Regions from separate parts of the Mus musculus genome. Here all the other regions are linked to region 1. Evidence: chromatin contacts called from public Hi-C, promoter capture Hi-C and targeted proximity ligation data. All regions are on one chromosome and are shown on one strand. The core of a region is the stretch at or near the end of the contact, and the rest is flanking DNA. Distances in the headings are between cores, read along the strand shown. Region 1 holds the start of Lipa (lysosomal acid lipase A). Region 2 holds the start of Kif20b (kinesin family member 20B). Region 3 overlaps Stambpl1 (STAM binding protein like 1). Region 4 holds the start of Pank1 (pantothenate kinase 1). Region 5 holds the start of Stambpl1 (STAM binding protein like 1).

What was found. Promoter capture Hi-C pulls out the DNA fragments that hold promoters and counts their contacts. Hi-C and Micro-C count contacts between places; a contact is called where the count stands out from the background.
Region 2: a promoter capture Hi-C map of neutrophils shows a contact between it and region 1, with 5 times the contacts expected there. A contact is called at or near these places in 6 of 39 promoter capture datasets (the 3T3-L1 cell line, the C10 cell line, erythroid cells and 3 more), 1 of 484 Hi-C or Micro-C datasets (B cells), 5 of 130 datasets of targeted methods (the NIH/3T3 cell line, astrocytes, large pre-B cells and 2 more) and 2 of 9 other capture datasets (adipose tissue and liver).
Region 3: a targeted proximity ligation map of pro-B cells shows a contact between it and region 1, with 2.1 times the contacts expected there. A contact is called at or near these places in 8 of 39 promoter capture datasets (the 3T3-L1 cell line, the C10 cell line, cranial neural crest and 5 more), 4 of 130 datasets of targeted methods (the 230-238 cell line, double positive thymocytes, pancreatic cancer cells and 1 more) and 2 of 9 other capture datasets (adipose tissue and liver).
Region 4: a promoter capture Hi-C map of liver shows a contact between it and region 1. A contact is called at or near these places in 4 of 39 promoter capture datasets (the C10 cell line, hippocampal neurons and liver), 1 of 130 datasets of targeted methods (pancreatic cancer cells) and 3 of 9 other capture datasets (adipose tissue, liver and pancreatic islet).
Region 5: a Hi-C map of B cells shows a contact between it and region 1, with 14 read pairs. A contact is called at or near these places in 15 of 39 promoter capture datasets (the 3T3-L1 cell line, 3T3-L1-derived adipocytes, the C10 cell line and 10 more), 1 of 484 Hi-C or Micro-C datasets (B cells), 7 of 130 datasets of targeted methods (astrocytes, bone marrow-derived dendritic cells, bone marrow-derived macrophages and 4 more) and 3 of 9 other capture datasets (adipose tissue, liver and macrophages).

Annotation. Positions count from the first base shown.
Region 1 is chr19:34,525,156-34,529,467 of GRCm38.p6, forward strand. It overlaps Lipa (lysosomal acid lipase A), which reads right to left and starts at 2,319. Exons shown (of 10, transcript NM_021460.3): 1 at 2,211-2,319.
Region 2 is chr19:34,920,609-34,924,620 of GRCm38.p6, forward strand. It overlaps Kif20b (kinesin family member 20B), which reads left to right and starts at 1,750. Exons shown (of 32, transcript NM_001362434.1): 1 at 1,750-1,825.
Region 3 is chr19:34,212,885-34,216,994 of GRCm38.p6, forward strand. The region is part of intron 1 of Stambpl1 (STAM binding protein like 1); the gene reads left to right. Among named protein-coding and RNA genes, the nearest start is that of Stambpl1, 23 kb to the left of the region's middle.
Region 4 is chr19:34,876,526-34,880,778 of GRCm38.p6, forward strand. It overlaps Pank1 (pantothenate kinase 1), which reads right to left and starts at 2,930. Exons shown (of 7, transcript NM_001114339.2): 1 at 1,999-2,930. The coding sequence starts at 2,551.
Region 5 is chr19:34,190,598-34,195,105 of GRCm38.p6, forward strand. Stambpl1 (STAM binding protein like 1) reads left to right here and starts at 1,632. Exons shown (of 11, transcript NM_029682.5): 1 at 1,632-2,034.

The sequences.
Region 1 (4,312 bases), core at 1,069-3,568:
GAAAAGAGAAGAGCCCTAGCATTCTCCCACCTTTTCCGCTCTGCATCAGATTTAGATATATTTTTAAATTCAGCCTACGTTAGCTCTTACCTGCCACTAGATCCAAAATTTGTTCTTACCCAAAATTATATGTCAGCATTCAAAACTGTCACTCAAGTTAATGAAAATAAAGGGAAAGAAAAGAGAAACTCTCCAACTATCATCAAAGATCACCCCCCCCCCTTGATGGCTGGAAACTACAGTGTGGCAAAAATACTTGGCTGCTAAGAGTGAGGTGGTACAAGTCTCTAACAGCACTCAGACTAAGGTCAGAATGAATGTTGGGGCTGTAATCCAAGCCTTTAAAAAATGGATGTGCTCACTTTAAAAGACAGGTGCACATATTGCTAAAGACTTGTACTTAAATTATAGCAGCTTTGAATATAACGATCAAAAGCTAGGGGAAAAGCCAACCAAATAAGTGACTAATTAGACAAATTGTATGTATGCATACTTCACCATTGAACCACCCAATATGGACAAATCTCAGAATAATTCTGTACATCAAAAAAGTCAGGGATGGGAATAAAGAGAGGAGAAGGAAGGAATTGTTCCAATGTATATAAAACTTGGAGAAAATGTAACCTAGTTTATACAGGGAGAAAACAGATTGACGTCTGGGGAGAAGAAGGGCAAGAGGGGAAATCTCCCAAGGAGCATGCAAAGGACTCTTCAGGGTGGTATGTTTGCTCCGACTTCTGAATAGATTAATTCCCTGGTATTTGTACATGTCAAAATTTAGAAATTCCTACAATGTGTCCTGCTGGTCAGTGTTGATTTCTCAATACTGTTGTTTGAAAATAATAAATAAATAAATAAATAAATAAAGACTCTCTTAAACCAAGCATTCCACATTTCATAGGAAATTGGCTCTCAGAAAATTGCAGTTTCTCCTGAAGTTATTTTTTCCAGCATTCCAGACAGAAGAGAATAATCTCTGGAGTTTGTCCTGGCCACACATGCTTTTAATTGCCAGCATAGTCTTATGTAGCACAGTCTAAGGCTACCTTTCTAACTTCAGGTCACTGTCCCAGAGGTCCTTCAATACTAGAGAACATAAAAGCAGTCTGAAAAGCAAGGGGGGGTGGGGGCGGTAGATCGATAAATAAAGGTTCCCAAGGCAACTTAAAATAAGCACTTTTCTTTTTGGTGGAAGCCGTTTTTACAGAACCTGATACAGTCTGGGAAGGGCATTCACACCGTGAGGTGATTGGGGAAGCTACTCACATGGAAAGTCACCCATTAGACTTCCTTCCAACACAGCACCGTTACTCAACGAACTTGACAAATAATTCTCACAGAAGGGGTTGTCTGATAAGGCTCTGAGCTGGGTTTAGTGCGCTAGTCTAGGTGTTTAGAACATCTTTACCACAGTACTTATGGCTTTGCAACAATCCAATTCATTATTTGTCTGCCTTCCTTTCAACTGGAGAACGGAAGTGGGGGTGGGCAGAGCTGAAGTCTGATTTAACTTTGAACCTTCAAGACTCTGACAAGTCCTGCATAAATAGTACAAATGTTGCTTTTAAAAAATGGGCAGGAACAGCTCCGCAGTTCAGAGACAGACGAAAATAAAGGTCCGGGGTAGTTTTTCAATAATTCCTAAGCTATTGGCAATGCCCAGATGTTGCAGTGCCTCCTACAGTCTGACGCTTCTCTACCAACTCAACAGTACTAACTAAGCTCATTTTCCAAGATAATGTAAACACGCCAGTCAAATACTGGAAGCAAAGGACTAGCTGATTATTCAGCAGTATCGCCGGGGTTTTTAACCAGGACCCACTCCCAAGGTTGCTGCTGGCCATGCAGTCGTGTAAGAGCTAAGAGTAAGGTCGTGGGAGAGCTAACGGGAAGAAAGGATGAAGAGGACTGAGAATCAGGCATTCTGCCTGTCCAGCAGTCCAAGAAATCTGGGCAGGGTTCCTAATCGTCGATCGCGCCTGCCCAGGAAGCGGGAGGGCGCCCAGGGAAGGACAGTCCACTTCTTGTTGATACCCACATAATCGCCGCCCCCCAAACCACCTTCAGGTACCCGACACAGAGCGTGCCCCGGGAGCAGAGCAATTGGAGGCCAGAGACCCTGGTGGGGCCTCCTCTCCCAGCCCTGGCGATCCACAGGACACCAGCTCCCGAGCCCGCTGCACGAAGCCAGCCCCAAAGCAGTCACTCACCGGGAGTGGTCCTCCAACCTCAGCCTCCAGAAGCAGTGCCCACTACAAGCAGGCGAGCTTGGCCAACCTGGTGCCTACACCTACTTGGTGGGAGGGCGGAGCCGTCACCCTGCCCAGGACTTTCACACAGCCAATCAGGGCAGTCCACCACCGGGAAGTGCCCTGGTGACTCCACCCCTCCTGGCCATCGGCCTAGCCCTGGGGAAGCGGACTCAGAGGAGCATGCGCCTTCTGTTCGCCCAAAAGATTCAGCCCAGCCCAGGCCTGCTCTAAGCCCAGCCAGAGCTTCCTCCTGCTTCAAAGCTGGTGGGCATCCTGTATACCTAGCACTTAGCAGAGCATTATAAACTTTTTCCTCTCATGACCTCCTTTTACTTCAGAAATTCTCATTCAAACTCCACTAGCTAGGTATACAAATCAAGCATTTTTTAACAATAAATTATAAAGAAATTCATTTTAAAACAATTATTTTAGTATTACATATATACATACACATATATGTATATATATATGTATATATATATGTATATTTACCATTTTCTGCAAACAAAAACAAATTGGTGTATTAGTGAGACAGATGTGCTTACTTTTACAAAATACTGCTGCACATTCAGCAACATAAAACGGTTCTCAGAATTGGTTCCTACTTTGTTGTTGGAGGTGTAGCCGATGAGACCAGTACAGCCCATAAATACATAGCACAGAATGTCTGAAGTATTTTTAGAGACATTGCAAAAATTGCTCAAGTTTTGTCCTATCTCAAGTCAAACTTCAGTTTATGACTTTTTATGAAACTCGGTCAAGGAAACCAAACAATAACTTTTAAAAATCAAACATTGTAACACAATGGAATCCAAAGGAATGCTACTTTTATACTTACATGCTGAGGAAAGACAGTGGGAAAAATATTAAAAGCCTTGGCTTTCTATAACTTAACTGTTATCTTTCTATAACAGCAGAAAACTTTTTACATGCAGTACAAACACTGCACCTCGTAACCATCATTAATGTGAACAAGGCTATCTCAGGCAGGCAGTCTGTGGTACTTGCTGCCACACAGGGGACAAGTGCACACGTTGCATGTACAGAACCTAGACAGCAGTGATGTGCATCACACAGGCAAATATGGCCTGAAACACGTCACAGTCTGATATGTTTGATTTTGAATCCACTTTTGGTAATTACACATCCAGGCACCTTTTAGGGTTACCAACATTTTTTGTGACACCCCCATGTGAGGTTGTAACCTATAGTTTAGAGGGCTAGGCCGTAAAACACATGAACTTTATAAATAAAAACAAATGAGCACCCTGAAGTGCCAGGGATGACTGTGGCTAGCAAAGCCCAGCCACAATCTGCGCATCCTCCACATTGTGATGCTAAGTCCTCTCCATAGGCTCTCAATCCAAGACCTCTGCATCTCCATTTCACACAGATAGAATCTGAGTTTAGAAAGGTTGTTTTGCCTTAAGGCACTGAGGTAGAACTCACCCAAAATGCAATCCAGGTAAAACTACATTCACATCATATTCTGTGAAAATGAGCAAATAGACCATACTGCCAAGAAATTCCTCCACCCAGATGAGGAAAATCATACCCAGCCACTTCTGGCTTTAGACCATTGTAATATATAATGTCATGTGAGTAACTCAGATGCTATAAGAGAAAGCTGCTGGCTGGTGGTGTGATAGTGGCGAATATACTTAAGTTACACCTTTTTGGGGGGGGGTCCTGGGGACAGACATCAAGGCTTCACATATGCTAAGTGTCATAATTAGCTTCAGTTGTAAATTTGGCATATCTCTGAAAATGAAACCTCAACTGAGAAAATGCAACCACTTATTGGCCTGAGGAAAAAAGTTTTAATTCCTAATTGATGGAGGAGAGACTAGCCCACTGTGAGCAGCACCCTAGGCAGGTGGACCTGGCATATATAAAAATATTAACTGAACAAGTCAGAGGATACAAGTCAGTAGTTTCCAGTCCTGCCTCTGGGTTCCTTTCTTGTGCTCTGCCCTGAATTTCTTTGATGACAAACTGGAATCCCTAAATTGAAATAAACCTTTTCATTCCCAATTTGGTTTTGTCAGTATTTTATAATA
Region 2 (4,012 bases), core at 500-2,999, 390 kb after region 1:
AGGTGTGGTAGAAAAATCGGATCCAGGGGGTTAGACTTATCTGAAGGAGCAATGAAAATTGACAAAGCCCATTAGAATCTGACGTCCAGCTAGGGAAGTATGCTAGTACACTCCTATAGTTTCAGCATTGGAAAGAGGCCAAGGCAGCCTGGCCTACATAGAAATTTTGTTTAAAAACAAAACATAAATTCCAGCCTGGGAAGGTCTCTATTTTATTCTTTTCTTTCATATTTACATTTCTTTCTTCATTTTTCCTTCTGGCCTTGTATCTACTTATCTATTCAAATCTACTTATCTTATCTACTATCTTATCCAAACTAGTTCTTCTCAAATTTGATTATTTTGTTTGGGGGAGAAGTGTGTGTGTGTATGAAAGAAGTCAGAGGCAGGGTAGTGGTAGGAGATATAAATTCTGTATCAAGATCGAAAAACACTAAGGTTGTCAAGCTAGTGTTCCAAAAATCCTTCTAATTAAGTGCAATAGCTGAAAATATGATCACAGAAAAGCTAAGGTAACAAAACTTCTTCAACTGATTTTAAATCCCGGTTCCATTTACTTTTCTTCCCCCCCCCCCCCCGAGACAGGGTTTCTCTGTGTAGTCCTGACTGTCCTGGAACTCACTCTGTAGACCAGGCTGGCCTCGAACTCAGAAATCCGCCTGCCACTGCCTCCCAAGTGCTGGGATTAAAGGCATGTGCCACTATCCGGCTTTTTTGTTTTTTAAAAGATTTATATGAGTACACTGTTGCTGTCCTCAGACACACCAGAAGAGGGCGTTGGATCACTTTACAGATGGTTGTTAACCACCATGTGGTTTGCTGGGAATTGAACTCAGGACCTCTGGAAGAGGTCAGTGTTCTTAACCACTAAGCCATCTCTCCAACCCTCCATTTACGTTTGTGCCCATTACTTATTTAGAATGTATTAAATGGGACGGTAGCAATACCTACTTTAAAGGGTTCTTAGCACCAGTCAGACAATCCATTTTATAAAGGTAGTGCCAGCGGAAGCATAAGGTAAATGCTCAATTTACGTTAGCATTATTTTTATTCAAAGTGAAAGTCTAGCCTCAATAGTAAATTCTCGTCATATGAATGTATTAGTAAATTAGCCCTGCACTCAGAGGGTTACTTTAGGGAAGCGGAGAAGGACACATGGGCACTTACATTTTGGGGCACTGCACAGTGCCTCTCAGCGGTAGCTGATTTATGCTTTCAGAAACATCAAAAAGGGGGTATAAAAAGATGAAGGATATGCTCCTAAAATGTATTTTGAGGAAAACGTGTTTCATCCAAGAGGGCCGTCATCGACAAGAAGAATCACTTAAAGAGGGGAGTTAACTTGGTCCCAGGTCGCAAGTCCTTTCTGCCCCGGGGAATGACAGGACTCTGAGGTGTAATAGGAGGAATAGTTTGCCATTCCTCCGCTCCTGGGGGCATCGCGGGAGGCAGTGCGGAGACAGCGGCCTCAGCAAGGCTCGTCATCATGCGGGTCTAGGACGGAACCTGAGACCTGAGTACCGAACAGGTATCGTTAGGGTCAAACCTAATATGGCCCCGAGAAACTCCCAGCTAGGTAGCCCACGAGCGTTGCTACTGCCCCATCGGTCGCCCGGAGCACCGAGTCCCGCCCCCCAGACTTGAAAGCCTTTTCCGGAGGCGGGGGCGAAACTCGGCCGCGAGCGGGTCCAGCCCCCAGGGCTCGCCGGAAGCCCCGCCCACTCCCAGGGTTCAGCGCGGCGCCGAGCCGCCATTGTTTGAATTTGAAAACCGGGAGGAAGTGGAATTCTGCAGGTGGGGAGGCGTGCAGGGACCAGCGATTGCAGTAAGTGAGGAGCTGACGATTTTGGGGGCTCCGAGGGTGGCTGCTTGCACAGAGGGCACGAAGCTGCGACGCCTCGGCCGTGTCAGCGTTGTCGGGGCTCGTGATGCCCGTAGTCTAGGTGCGGGGCTGCTGAAGGTGGGGCTGAGCTTCAGGGAGTTAAGCGAGTTAAGCCTTGAGGCGGAAGACTTCGGTCTGTCTAGGCCTCGGTTTCCTGGTCCGGTAAAGGAGGTACACTTTAGATTCACAGACACTAGTTTTATTAGACACAAAAAGATTTGCCACGTCTGGTTGCCTGAATTCGGGAGGTGAGCAGTTGTTTTGTCACGTGACAAGATCTCTTTCTAGGTTGAGTCCAGTGGGGGCTTTTTTTAAAAAAAAATGTCACATTACTTTGTGGCTAGAAAAGAAGCATATTTGGGTTTTATGTGTATATAAAGGAAATTGAAGTGAGTCAGTTTTAGTCCAGTACTACTTCCGTTGGTCTGTATTTTGAGCCTGTCGTGAAGAGTAAACAAATTTAGATGATTGTCTTTCTACTTAAATAGGGAATCCCGGTGCTAGGTGCTTTAGACTGTTAAATCTGTTTCTTTGAAAAATTAGGAGAGAGGCGACCTTTTCTCTCTGGTATTGTGCATCTGGTAGATGCTTGCTTTCTTTCTTTCTTTTTATTTTTCGAGACAGGGTTTCTCTGTGTAGCCCTGGCTGTCCAGGAACTCACTCTGTAGACCAGGCTGGCCTCGAACTCTGAAATCCGCCTGCCTCTGCCTCTCAAATGCTAGGATTAAAGGCGTGAGCCACTACTGCCCGGCGTGATAGATTCTTAGAAAAAAATTTTTTTAAAGATTTATTTATTTATTATATGTGTGTACACTGTAGCTGTCTTCAAATACTCCAGAAGAGGGCATCAGATTTTTGTGACAGATGGTTGTGAGCCACCATGTGGTTGCTGGGATTTGAACTCAGGACCTTTGGAGGAGCAGTCGGTGCTCTCAACCGCTGAGCCATCTCACCAGCCCCCTTAGAAAATTTTAAATGTTAATTTTTTGGGGGGTGGAGGGTTAGGTTTATCCTATAGGGATTTGATGTGCAATTCAGATTTAATAGTTCAGTGATGGCATTATTCCATATTCACATTCAACCTTGTGATGTGTCAGTTAGTGATTTTCATTGTCGTCATCATCATTATTATTGGAGATTCTGGCTGTGGTACCTCAGGTACCCAGAGTTGCATCCTACTGGGCTAGGACCCAATTCTCTTATTTTAAATGTAAAGTTTATATGCATTATTTCACTTTTTTACTTATAATCGGAAAATAAATAGGAATTTATTTTGCAAATAACCGAGTTTTAGTCCTAAATGTTAAAATTTGGTTTGCAACAATTTTCTGGGAGATACTAAGTAACGAGACTAGCAGAAGATCTTAAGTCATCCCTGCTGTCTCTGCTGTTTGACATGTGAGAGGAGGGTATCAGGCCAAGTGAACAGTTCATATTTTTTTCTTTTGCTAATTGCATTGTTCATGACATGTCTTTGGGTAAATCTACCTAAAAAATTGGATTATGGGCTGGAGAGATGGCTCAGTGGTTAAGAGCACTGAGTACTCTTTCAGAGGTCCTGAGTTCAATTCCCAGCAACCTTCTGTAATGTGATCTCATGCCCTCTTCTGGTGTGTTTGAAGACAGCAACAGTGTACTCATATACATAAAATGAAAAAAATAAATCTTAATAAAATTGGATCACACAAATTATTTTTTATGTTAATTAATTGGTTAATTTGAGACAGGCCCTCACTATATGGATCGGGCTATCTTCAAACTCACAGATTTACCTACTTTTTGCAGACGGGGTGGGTGGTCTGAGCTCATGCTGTCCTATCGAGCTTACTTTTGTTTATTTTGTTTTCCTTTGAGACAAGGTCTTTGGCTTAGATTGTTCTTGGACACCCTATGTAGCTAAGATGACCTGGAACTTGGTGATTTTCCAGGTCAACCTCCCTACGTGTTGGGAGTATAGAGAGCCATGCCATCATACCCCGTGTATGCCTGGGATGGAACCCAGAGTGTTGTGCATGGTAGTCTGTCAGCTCAACTGCATCCAAGTTCCCAGGAGTTCCAAGTAGACTTAACATTGTAGGCGGCTTGCGTGCTGATTTATTAAGGCTGCTTACAGAGGTTGCTTTTCTTCTC
Region 3 (4,110 bases), core at 182-2,681, 310 kb before region 1:
ACTTGAAGTCATCTTCAACCGCTCTTCCCTGTTAGCTGCAGAAGTGCAGAGTTAGAACAGAGCCTCAAACCGACTCTCCTACCTAGTTAATGTTACAGGGATGGCTTCCTGCCTTCAAATACCACTTGCTGATCCTCTTAGCACTAAAGTTGTTTGCCTTCTCTCCTGTTGGGCAATAAGTAAATAAAAATGGCTCTGATTTCCTCATCGGAACCTTGCTTCCGTCTCTCTCATTCCAATCCACAGATAAAACAACTAAATATTGTAAGTGCCTAAGTAGAGGGCCTTAGGCTCCATGGTGCCCAAGTCTCTGATAGCTGGCAGTCTGGGACTGGGGAGACAGCTTGGTTGGTAAAGAGTTTGCCACTAAATATAAAGACATGCATCAGTGTCCTCAACACACAGGAGAAGGCCAAGTATGGTGGTGCATGCTTGCTTGCAATTCTAGCAGTAGAGAGCAGAGACAGACACATCCCTGAGGCTGGCTGGCTGGCTGGCAGGCCAGCTGGTCTTACTGAGTTCATGAGCTTCAGGTTCAGTGCAGGACCTTGTCAAAAATCAACTGGAGAGCAAACAAAGAGGACAACCCTCCACTGACCTCTGCTTTCTACACACATGTACAGGTATAGGGACATAGAGTATACACACACACACACACACACACACACACACACACACACACACAAGAAACTGAAAGGAAAGTTAAAAATTAAAGTTTACTGTAAACAACCAAATTAACTATTTATGACAACCAAAAGTAGCTTTCGGGCTGCAGCTCACTCTAGATCTGAGAGACTGTATGAGATTGATTCTGGAGAAGCCAGTTTCAGGGGATGTGGTGCTAAGGGGACATAGAAGAAGGGTAGAGACCAAGCAGACAGGTTCAGAGACTAGGGAAAGAGAGTAATGGCAGGTTGTGTTCTCATATTAACATGGCCATGGTTCCTAGGCTTTGCTTTGGCAATGGATGCTCGTCCAGCTCCCTAAACAGTCAATTAAAGCACTCAGCAGGAGAGAAGTCTGCATCTGTCTAAGTTGTCTGAATGTAAGTAAACTAAGATGCTCTTTTTTTTTTCCTGTTTTGCCATGGCTCATCTTGATGACACATCTCACCTTCATGTGACTTCAGCTGGCCAGAGGGGTTGGGGTGGGTGCAGCGAATCATATGTATCCCTCTGAGTTGGAAGCTCTCTCACCATAGGTAGTAAGGAAAAGGACTCAAGGTAAAACTGCATGTTATCACAAGTGTGAGGATGAGAACAGATGTGCTGAGGGTAAAACAGTTAAGGTGGGGACATTAAAGAGGAGAAACAAGAGCTTGTAGCTGGGCATCAGGTAACCAGCTGGGCCAGAAAGGAGAAAGGGAGGCCTCTGAAGCAGCATTAGCAGGCCAGCTGCCTCCTTTACAGCACCCTTCCTTGAGGAACACGTGAAGGACACTGCTGCATGACACTAATGCTGGCTGCATAAACGTGAGAACAAAGAGCACAGACTATCAACAGCCTGGAACACCTGCAAGGTCAATGGTAATAATACCAGCCAGATCCAACAGCTCCAGACGATGAAGGTCAACAGCTGACAAAGCAGAAGTCAGAGATAGACTAGACGTGGGGGGGAGGGAAGAGTATGTTTGTGGGAGTATATGTGTGAGTGTGTGTGAGTGTGTGTGAGTATATGTGAGTATGTGTGTGTATTGTGTGTGTGAATGTGTGTGTGAAGTGTGTGTGAGCGTGTGTATGTGTGTATTTATGTGAGTGTGTGTGTATGTGTGTATTTATGTGAGTGTGTGTGTGTGTGTGTGTGTGTGTGATGGGTAGCACATGAGCAGAGTGTGACTATCTCCCAACTGGACAAGAACACGGACAGATGTTACCTCTTAATCAGCTAGCCCTGTGATAGGTCCCAAGTGCTAACTGATCTCAGTAGAAATTACCTCAGTCTTTGTCCAGTTTCTACAATGAATCTACAGAGCAGTCTGAACAAAACAATTTAACTATTTTCTCTCTCCTGGGACTCTTTCTCTCTGCCTCGGTTCCTCACTTTTTTTTTTTTAATTTCTCTTAATTAAGAGAATTGATTCTGCTTTGCTTTCTCCTACAAGTCCCACGTCTTTAGTCTTCACCAGAGTGAAACCACCAACATGAACTCCATTGTCTCAGCTTGACTTTTGATGGCCACTGACTTTCTGCTCCCTGAAGTCCCTGAGTCATACAAACCCAGGCCCAAGAAAATTTCCCATGATGCTCAGCCATTGCTGTCATTCTTCAGGATCTAGACCTTGACTGCCTCACTTCTGTCTACATCCTGTAGACTATGACTTGGTAACATGGCCCCAGAGGTGGAAAATGTAGGTCTGAGCAGTGTGCTCTGTATCTTCTGACAATGACATCTTCATATCAGAAAGAGAATGGCATTGTGGGATACTCACCAGCCTGCTGTATATGTACTTGTGGGCCTCAGCTCTATAAAGTCCTGTATCTCTTACTGTTTAAGTTCTCTTCTTATTTCGTGGAGATTCCAGTAACATGAATGAAAGGTGACCTTGGCATTGACGTTCCCTGTGTTAGATTCATATGGCTTGCTATAAGTATGATGCACTTTTATGTTGCTTGTTTGCTTGCTTATCTTATAAAACCAGTGCTTAACCTTTTTGCCCTCTAAAATGTTGCTAAAGATAGTTATGCAATTTTAAGTATGTTGTTTACAGTATTAGATGTTTAAAACAGACATTAAAAGTATTGAAGTGAAGGTTCTATAAATTACTTTACTCCCTTGGAACTCTCTAAAACATAACTATGAGAGATTGATACTACTACTATTACTACTACTACTACGACTACTACTACTACTAGAGCTTAGAAATGATTTGATTGATAAAGAGCTTGACTTGAAAGCTTGAGGATTGGGTTTAGATCCTCTGCACCCACATAAATGCTGGCCCAGAAAGAGCTTGCCTATAATGCCAGCCCTGGGAAGGCGATGGCAGGAGCATCCCTGGGGCTTGCCAACAAGTGAACTTCACATTCAGTGAAGATCCTGTCTCAAAACCATATGGTGGAGAAGTGATTGTGGAAGACAGCTAACCTTGACCTGTGACCTCCACACTCGTTGGCACCTGTGCACATTCATTCAGACACCCACATACATGTTTGACGGGACTCCAGCAAGCCTGAGCATGGCAAACATGGCTCTGGCAGGCCATGCCCTTCTCCTTAGTTCCCTCTGCCTTGCTACAAACCATTAGATAACATTCCTAATACTAGCCACAAAGGTTTATCCCCCTATTTGGCACTTCCTCACCACTGAGGCTAACTACCAGGGTCCAGCTACCAAAGTATTGAAGTTCAACAACAAAAGGCTCCATTTTGGCCACCTTGATTGATATGCCCAATTAAAATTAATCAACTCATCCTAACACAAGAGTTCCCCCTTTACCTTTATAATCTGCTATTTTTCTACATGCAATGTCTCTATCTAGCAGCAGTTCTTTGTCCTCCTAGGACAAATGCTGCCTTCCCCTCTCCCTGTTCCTTTCCCTCTTCTCTCTTGTTCTCCGTCTTCTGTCTTTGTCTCCTATTCCCTACCCTCTGTCCTTCTGAGGCAAATAAATCTCTTTTGTGCTGAGAATTTGGTCTTGGGGTCGTGAGTAAACATCAGTCCCTTCAGTACTCTCCCACATATATGCAAGAAATCAAACACTATAGTAATATCATGGAAATAATACAGTCCTTTAACATTCTGTGAAAGCATCTCGGGATAGCTGGTCTATACTTTGAGAGGCACTGACCTAGAACTGGGAACTTAAAAAATACAAAAATTCATATAGGAACAGGGCCATCAAGCAGTAAACAGTTCAAAAAATAGGTCAACCAATCTGTGAACTTCTTTTGTCTTATATTTGGAAGGGATTCGTTTCTACCACTGAATTATAAACTCATGTGTGAAAGCTCAAAGTGACTATTTTAGCTGCAGTCAAGCTAATTAATTCTGGTATTTAAGATATTTGAACTAAACAATTTATACCAATGGAAATTCATTACAAAGAAGAATTTGTTCATTTGGTTCTGTGTGCTCACTGCTGTGTTCTACCACCCACCCTAAACACACACG
Region 4 (4,253 bases), core at 1,680-4,179, 350 kb after region 1:
TATTTATTTTTTTGTAAGAAACACAAACCACTTAGCTTCTGACACTATACACAGGCAGAAAACTACATTTCCTTGTCTTTTAAAATAATTCCTATGGCTTTGAAAGCATAGTTAAGGCTCAGATTAGTTTTCGCTTCTTCAAATCATTGTTAGAGATTGTATTTTAAGCAGTGCAGAGTAAGGTATGATGATCCTAGCACTTGGGAGGTCGAGGTCTGAGGAATACCAAGAGTTTCAGGCCAGCCTGGGGTTGTATCACAAAACACTGTCTTGAAAATACCAAAAGAGGCCAGAGAGACAGCTCAGTAGGTAAGGGCCCTTGTCACCAAGCCGGTCAATGTGAGTTTGATGACCCGAGTGTGATCACGTGTCAGGAGAGACCAGCTCTTCAAAGTTGTCCTCTGACCTCCTGGACTGCCGAGCACGCTCGCATCCACATACCCACCACCACACAGTAAGTGTTAGAAAATGGGAAAAAAAAAAAAAAACACTAAAAGAAAGGTCTTCAAACCAGTGACTGCCTATCTACCATCCCACCCCCAACTCACCACGTAGCTCAGGCTGGTCTCAGGCTAGGGAGTCTCCTTACTCAGACTCCCCAACTTTTCTCTTAGAGTCTAGTTACTGTTGTTGAAAACTATAATAAACTCTTTAAGATGGAGATCAGAGAAATAAATAAAATGTGGACTCAGGGAAATAAAACAAACGAAATAAGACACGGGTATCAGCCAATCTCAAGTTCATAAAATAATTTTCCTAGAAACTATAAAAAGTATGTAAAACAAAAACAAACAAACAAACAAAAAACGCAGATGCTTAATAACCGTCTAACAGCCATGGCCAAATCAAATCTGCTGGGCAATTCCCAAACTCCACACAACATTAACATTGCAAAATGTAAGCACTGGATTCACCCAGACGTGTTAAAGCGGTTCCCAACGTTTTAGAAACGAATGCATTGCAGAAAGGCTATGAAAACTATGAACAGAAAGATAAAAATTATAAGCAAAGACAGGCGAAGGAGTTATGCTGTTTTCCAAACATCAACCTTTTACAGAAATTGAAGCCCAATTTAATCATTTCCCAACCCAGAACAGTTAATTGATATGCAACAGGTACCCGTTTGAATCCGATCGCTCACTACCGTGGACTCTACTTACTTTGCTTTCTGCCATTTACAAGCTTCATTAAAGACACCCACAAAGAGGTAACCAGTTGAATGGAGTTAGGCTCAGATAAGGAAAAAAAACAACAACAACAAAACAAAACAAAACAAAACAACTCGTAATCTCTACCTACAAACTGACATCCCAGAATGTCAGGTGGGGAAGGTACCCTTTACAGTCTACCATTATATATACAAGTCTCAGGTTGTGAAACAACGCACTTTTTGGAGTTGTACAATTACAAACACTCAACTCGACCCACTCCAAGGGGAGGGGGGGAATCCACCTGCAATCCTCATTGGTCCACACCGTTCCGGCCCACATGGTGTCAGTGGGTGTTTCCCTCTACACCAGCCGTCTCACTGGCTGTGTGGAAACACTGTTTAATAGGCTGTGATTTGGGGGATTGTCAAACTCCACGCCTCCTTAAGCTTGCCAATGGGCCCTAGATACTGGCGGTTACTCTGCGATTCAAAGGGCAAACTGGTAGCCTGAGATGCACGCCCCAAAAGATGTGCTCGGAGAAGGGAGCAGTGAGCCCCGGGCTGTGCCAGCCCGCCCTCCTCCTAGTCCCAGACCCAAGATCAGTCGGGTTGTTTGCCCCACGGCCACCAATAACAGCGGGCAGTGCGTTCTCCCAGCCGCTACGGTGACCGAGGGAGCAGCTCCAGCTAGTGTCTGACCGACCCAGTAGGCGGATCGGACTAGACAGGCGCCACCGCGGGCCGCCACCTTGGACGCCCGACGCCTCTAGGGAGGACGCAGTCCAGAGCGGCACTCTGTCGCCCCCCTCGACCGCGGGCACCGGCGCTTCCCTGCCGGCAGGACTTACGCGGCCTGTTCTTCCTCCCGGAGTCCATCCTCCTCCGCAGCCGGCATTTCTTGGCCGGAGAATCATGCTGGGCGAACAGCGGCTGCGGCTGCAGCTCGGACGGGAGCTGGAAGCGTGGGGCCGGCGGGTCGCGGCTGCTGGCGGCCGACGGGTGGAAGCCGTTGTGCAGCAGCCCGTTCACGGCGGCCGCGGCGCCCTCGGGGGCCCCCGGGGACTGCAGGGCCGCGCGCTCGTGTTGCGCGCCGCGGTCGCCCATGCCCGGGACCGGCGGAGCGGTGCGCGGGCTCCGGCTCTGGCAGCCTCGCTGGAGGTCACGGTCGGCCGTTCCCCGATCTTCCGATCCACCCTGGGGCTTGCTCTCCCGCAGCCTCGGCGCCGCGGTCGGGAGCTGGTGGCCCCGGCGCTCCTCCCCTCCTCCCGTCGGCGTCCCCACGTCTTCGGCGAGCTGGGCCCCGCGCACCGGGCTTGCTGCTCTCGCCCGCAGCGTGTCGGCATCGCGCGCAGCTGCGGGAACCTCGGTGGACCCCGGCCGGGGAGCCCGCCTCCCCCTCATCCCAAGGCCGAGCCACTTCAAATGCGGCTTCCTCGCCTCCCAGACCTGTCCCCGCCACTGAGCATGCCCAGTCCTACCCGCCACCGCCACCGACGAGTTTCAACGTGCGGAATGAAGTTCTCGGGGTTTGCGAAGAGGAGATAGGCGGATGGGGCTTTGTGTGGCGGAGCGAGCCTAAAGGGTACTGGGTGAGGTAGGCACGAGACAGCCAGAAGCCTCGGGAGGAATGCCGGAGGAAGCCAGATATTTGCAGAGGTTTCAGGTTTGCTAATCCTATCCCCAGTGGGCTAGTACCTTCACAAGGTCACCCATGCTACATCCCCGCCCCACGAAAGTGTGTGAGCAGGCGCGCGTGCGTTAATGTGACCAAACTACTCCCAGGTCTGAAGGGAGGGAAGAGAACAATTATTTATAGAGAGGTAGGCAGCCTTGGAGAAGGAGGGGAGTGAAATTCCTTGGTTGGCACACTCACACAAACAGCATGTGTTCTCGAGTTGTCGTTTGCAGAGAGGAAACCTAGGAAGAGAGAGAAAGGACAGTGAAGGACAAAACTAGGCAGGAATAACCGGTGCTAGAAGAAACCAAGTAAACAGAACCGATCCCAAGCTATAAAAAGCGCATTCCTCACCCAGAAAAGACCGGCAGGGGACAATGCCCTGTTCTGTTATTTATGAAATAAAAAGTTGCCTTGGTTATGAGAAGGGGAACCAGCACCATGATAGCCCTCAGAGTTAGCCCCCAGTTCCCAGTTCCGATTCCCACTGACACTGAGCAAAAGACAAAGTCAGTACTTAACACACCTGTTATAGGCAGTGCCCAGCAAGCGGGACACATTTGGGTATTGGGGACTTCTTGAGGCCTTAGCTTTTGTGTCTGTCCAAAGGGGACTCTTGTGTGTCACAAAAGTACCTAATATAACCTTTGCACATAATAAATGCCCACAAGAGTCTAATGTAGACATTAAAGTCAGGCTGGGGATATAACAGTCAGACACTTCTTATCATGGGATTCTGTCCCTACGAAGGAATAGAGAGAACATAACGGCAGGCTATTGTTTCCAATGACTATGAATACAGCGGGCAGAGGCCAGGCCCCTCACTGAATTTGCACATCACCAAGCTCAAACTAAGCTCTTTGACCCTCTGAAAACATCTGTATTAAAGAGGTGAGAACCGAAGTCTCCAAAGGCCAGCTTCAACAACTTGAACTTCCCTCTACCTTAATCCTAGCAAAAGTGACCTGTGATTAGCCTACCCACCCCTTGAACTAAATCCTCCATGGGTCCAAAACTGGCATTAGCTGTGCCCGGGGTTTACATTTGGTTTGAGGATTTCTTCTGGCAGAGCCCTTCCCAAAATCAACAGGTTCAGAATCAATGAGGCCACTCTGTTTCATCCACCTGTCATTTCAAATCAGGAAACCAAGGCACAGAGACATAACTGAGACTAAGACCAAAACTAGAACTTAATCCCTGTTTCCCTGCTTCCTTGGGCTTATATGATTTGAGAAATTGCCTTAGGTAATCCAGCCTCAGCCCATCTGATTTTTGTCCAGTTCTGTACAACTTGCTCCTTCAGGCTTATAATCTCTCCCTATTCCTATAACCCTTTATACCTCCTTCTTCTGGCTACAAAATACACATAGCCTACCTAGTAACACAGCCCTGCATCCCAACTACTCGGGAGGCTAAACCTCCTGAGGA
Region 5 (4,508 bases), core at 382-2,881, 340 kb before region 1:
TACCACAGTAGGGTGGTGTCACTTTAGAAGGGACCAAGGGTCAGCGGTTAAGAGCACTACTGACTGCTCTTCCAGAGGTCCTGAGTTCAATTCTCAGCAAAGATACAGTGGCTCACAACCATCTATAATGAGATCTAATGCCCTCTTCTGGTGTGTCTGAAGAGAGTAATGGTGTACTCATATACATAAAATAAATAGATAAATCTTAAAAAAAAAGGAGGGGTGGCACCAAGGGTGAATTAAACAGCTCAGAAAGTGGCAGAGTCTGGGTTGCAAGTTTGGTTTCCAAAGGAAAAACCAACCAAGACAGCCAGTGTGTCTCACCCCACTGTAGTGTTTTCTTCCACTTGGAGCTGGGTTCCCACCGAAGCTGGAAACCCCCAGCTCATCAACAGTGACAGTGTTCTTAAAATGTTGGCGAGTTGGTACTGCTCCCTCGAAGAAGCAGCTTTTGAGGTCTTCTTACTTAAGAGTTTCAATCACTGTGACAAAGCAGCAAGACAAAAATCAACTTAGGGAGGAAAGGGCTTATTTCACTACCACAGTGCAGTCCATTCTTGAAGGATGTCAAGGCAGAAACTCAAGCAGGATTAGAATCTGGAAGCAGGGCCTGATGTAGAAGCCATCGCGGGGAGTTGGGGGAGAAAGAGAAACCCCCCCTGGCCCCCTAGAGTGCTGCTTACTGACTTGCTCCCCTTGGCTTGCTCGGCTTTCTTACAGCACCTAGGATCACCTGTCGAGGAGTGGCACCACCCACAATGTGCTGGTACCCTCCCACACTAATTACTAATTAAGAAGACGCCCTACAGGCTTGCCTAAGGCCCCCCATATTGTGAAGGCATTTTCTCAAATCAGGTTCTCTCTTCTCAGATGGCTCTATCTTGTGTCAAGTTTCTATAAAACTTGCTAGCACGGATGTCAAATCAGAATGGATTCTTCCAGCTCCCTTCATCCTTTCTCCCCTTCCTCCACACTCTCCACGCTAACAGCATGCCTTCCACTACTACGCAGCTGATTTAAAACTCGCAGATAAATAATTTTACTTGTCTCTGTCTTACTCATGGAAAACATATAAGATGCAGCTTTTGTATACGGGACTGTAGTGAATATGAATCGTTGCGTGCACTGTGTCTGGCTCAGGTCTATGGCCATATTAAAGACACTGCATTATAATGGTGACACTATAGTAATGGTAAGGAGCTAACCGTTTGTATTTTCCTAGTTCAAGAAGGTGGGGAGAGGGGGAGTGTTTCACGGCGGCAGCGCTTAGTCACGGTTAAATCTCAAAATGGGATTCCTACATAAGCTGTAATCCTATAGCTAAACCATTACATTGGCAAATTCAGCTTCATGACAGCTTGCGTGCTCTGCAGTTTTTGGAGTCGCCCAGCCATTTTCCCAGCTTCTAGGCCAAGTTGATAATTCACTGGGCTGTCCAGGTGGTCCAACCTAGGGCAACGAGTATGCAGGTAGACCGGGGGTTAAATCACAAGCAGCCATTTCCATCTGGCCATAGGCCCTCCGCAGGGACCCGCCACCCCAGAGGTTTTTTTGCAGCACGTGGGAAGCTGTGGCTACAGAGGGGGCGGAGGCAGAGGCGGAGGCCGCACCCAGGGGCCGGGGAAGGGGGAGGGGGCGGACCATCGCTGTGACAATTTCATTCCCTACGTTGCTGCGGCAGAGATTCAGAGGCCATTGGCCTGTGCGTTGTTTTGCAAGGGAGCTGGGGCTGTCCCGCCAGACAGAAGAGAGAGTCCAAGCCACGGAAGGCATCAGAGCTCGACCGACCAAGAGCAAAGAGAACCCAGAGGCCCGGACTAGACCAGCCTGGGAGCGACTCACAGCCTGGTGCCACCGTCACCAAGCGCCGGTGCCTTGCGGAGCAGCCGCTGCCGCCCGGGCTGCAGAGGCCACACGGATGCCCGAGCCACGCGGCCCGCGCAGGGACAGTCGTCGCAGTCGTCATCCCACACAAGCTCCGGACGCGCACGACTGCTGGTGAGTGGCCCCACACGTGTGCCCGCTGGCCCCGAGGTGAGTGGTGATGACGAGTGGCTTCCTGTCGCCCTGCGGTCCCCGCCCCCACGCGCCCCTATCCCGCTCTAGGGTTAGCTTCTTCTCGCCCAGGAAGGCGGAGGCTGTGGTTCCTGGTCTCTTGGCCCTGGGGCGGTGACCTGGACCCGGCTGCGCGTGCTTTTCTGGTTCATACTTGGAATGCATCCTTGCAGATGATGTCAGGATTCCAAGAGCCCACCTCACTGGTTTTGCGTGGGGCTCCACGTCGGCTGCGCGGGATGTCAAGGAGGGAGGGGCGAGAAACTGGTAAAAGCACCTTCATACTAGAGGGTAAGGGGAGGAAAGGACTTTCTAGATGTTGCATTGATGCCCTTTAGCCTCGTGAGACATATTCTCTTACTGGAATAACTTGATTGCTCGCTGGAAGCCTCAAGGGAAATGCGCAAAAAGATGCAATGCTATTAAAACATAATTTTCCAGAACTCGTCGAAATAACTGCTGACAGTCTAGAGTCCGAAGTGCTGTGGTTAATTGAAATGTAAAAGAAAAAGAAAAAAAAAATGAAGGAGTAATTCAAGAAACAGAATCTAATTTAGAGGATTGGGGAAAAAAAAATCTCTAGGTTGTGTGAGGGGGAGGGGCCTGTCTGTCTTCCCGAAACGAGTGTTTGGTCACTAGTAAGCCCTAGTGAGCACGCTGCTTTCCAGACATCCTGCTAGCCACGAAAATTAAACGAAGTCTTGAGTTTCAAAAGTGTCTCCAGAAATAAGGTTAATCTGAGCTTCTGTCAAGGTCAATACCGACTCCTGAGAGCAGACAAAAATTAACACTTGAATGTTTGACTTCCGGTTTCAATTTGTAAGTAGTACTTGTTTCCAGACCCGTTTCCATGGGCAGTTTTTTTGTATTTCTGACAGACGCTAATTTGATTTTTATAAATGTACTCTGTAACTAGACTCTGCTGGGCATTGTTTAAGTCCACTGTAAATATGTGTTCATTTTAAACACATTAATGTCTGAGCAGTAGACTGATCGTGCTAGACCAGTGGTTCTCAACCTTCCTAATGCTGAGACACTTTAATGTGGTTCCTCATGTTATTGTGACCCTACCCCCAACCATAAAATTTTTTTTGTTGCTACTTCATAGTTGTAATTGTGCTACTGTTGTGAATTGTAGTGCAAATATCAGTGTTTTCTGATGGTCTTAGGTGACCCCTGTGGAAAGGTCAAAATGTCATTAGACCTACAAACGGGTCGCGACCCACAGGTTGAGAACCTCTGGGTCAGAGCCGTTTTATTCCGAGGTGGGGGATGGTTTTGGGATTATCCAGGAAAATTAACTGGATGTAAGTCGTCTGTTCCATTCACCAGTAGCTCATGGAAACCCACTGCTGAGTACATCTCAACCGCAGTGCGTGCATCAGCTGTTTCTTATGAATTTTACGAAGAATTTTCTTTTGTTTCCTTAAGTAAAATATGCATCTATAGAGGCAGATTCTAAGTCCTTTATCCATTTCTAAGACGTAGCGTGGCTTGGAGAGAGTAGTGAGGGGCCTGGTGCTCTGTGGGTGTGCTCAGCCACAGCACGTATGCTGAGTGGTGTCTTTAGGGTTGGTTGCTGAAATGGTTGGTAAAAAGTTAAAGAATTGTGAGTAATTGTCAATAATATCGAACGCTTTCTCCTTTCAGTTGGTTGAGACCCTTACTTTCAGGATTCTTCTCAGGTCTGCTTTTAAAAACAGAACAATCTAGAGAAGAAAATAAGAAAAGACCGATCATGTGCAAACTAACATTTTAATTCACAAAGAAAATCAGCATTTTTGGTACATGTGTATCATTATACTGTTCTTATTAGCTCCCCACACCACCTTTCCCCTCACTCCTGTTCTCCTCCATCCCCATACTTCCCTTTCTGCCTCCAGCCATGTGGATTAGCACCCCTCCCCAGTCCCTCTTCCTCCTTCCTGTTAAATAGACAAATAGACTTTTTTCTCCCTCTTGGGTCTGCTTTTCACTTTCATATCCCCCACACCCCCCCCTCTCTACACACACACACACACACACACACACACACACACTGAACTCTGGAATCTGCACACAAGAGAAAATGTGCTGTTTGTCTTTCTGAGTCTAGCTCATTTCATTTAATACAGCGACCCATTTATTTTATTGTTATAATTTCATATCTATAGCTGAATAAAAATAACACTGTAGGTTCACTTATATAGTTATGCATGGATGGACATCTAGGCTGATAATTATTACTCAAAATGATGAGAGGAAATGACGTAGATGGCCCTGAGTCTATGTCCAGCACTCTCTTAGACATTGTTTTAGACAGGTAGGGATATTTTTCACGTATTTATTTAGTGTGTGTGCCCATTAAGAGGACAGCTTTGGGGGCTGGTTTCCTTCTTCCACCATCTGGATCCTGTGTATTCGACTCAGGACCTCAAGCTTGGTTCAAGTACTTTTACACACATCTCAAGCCA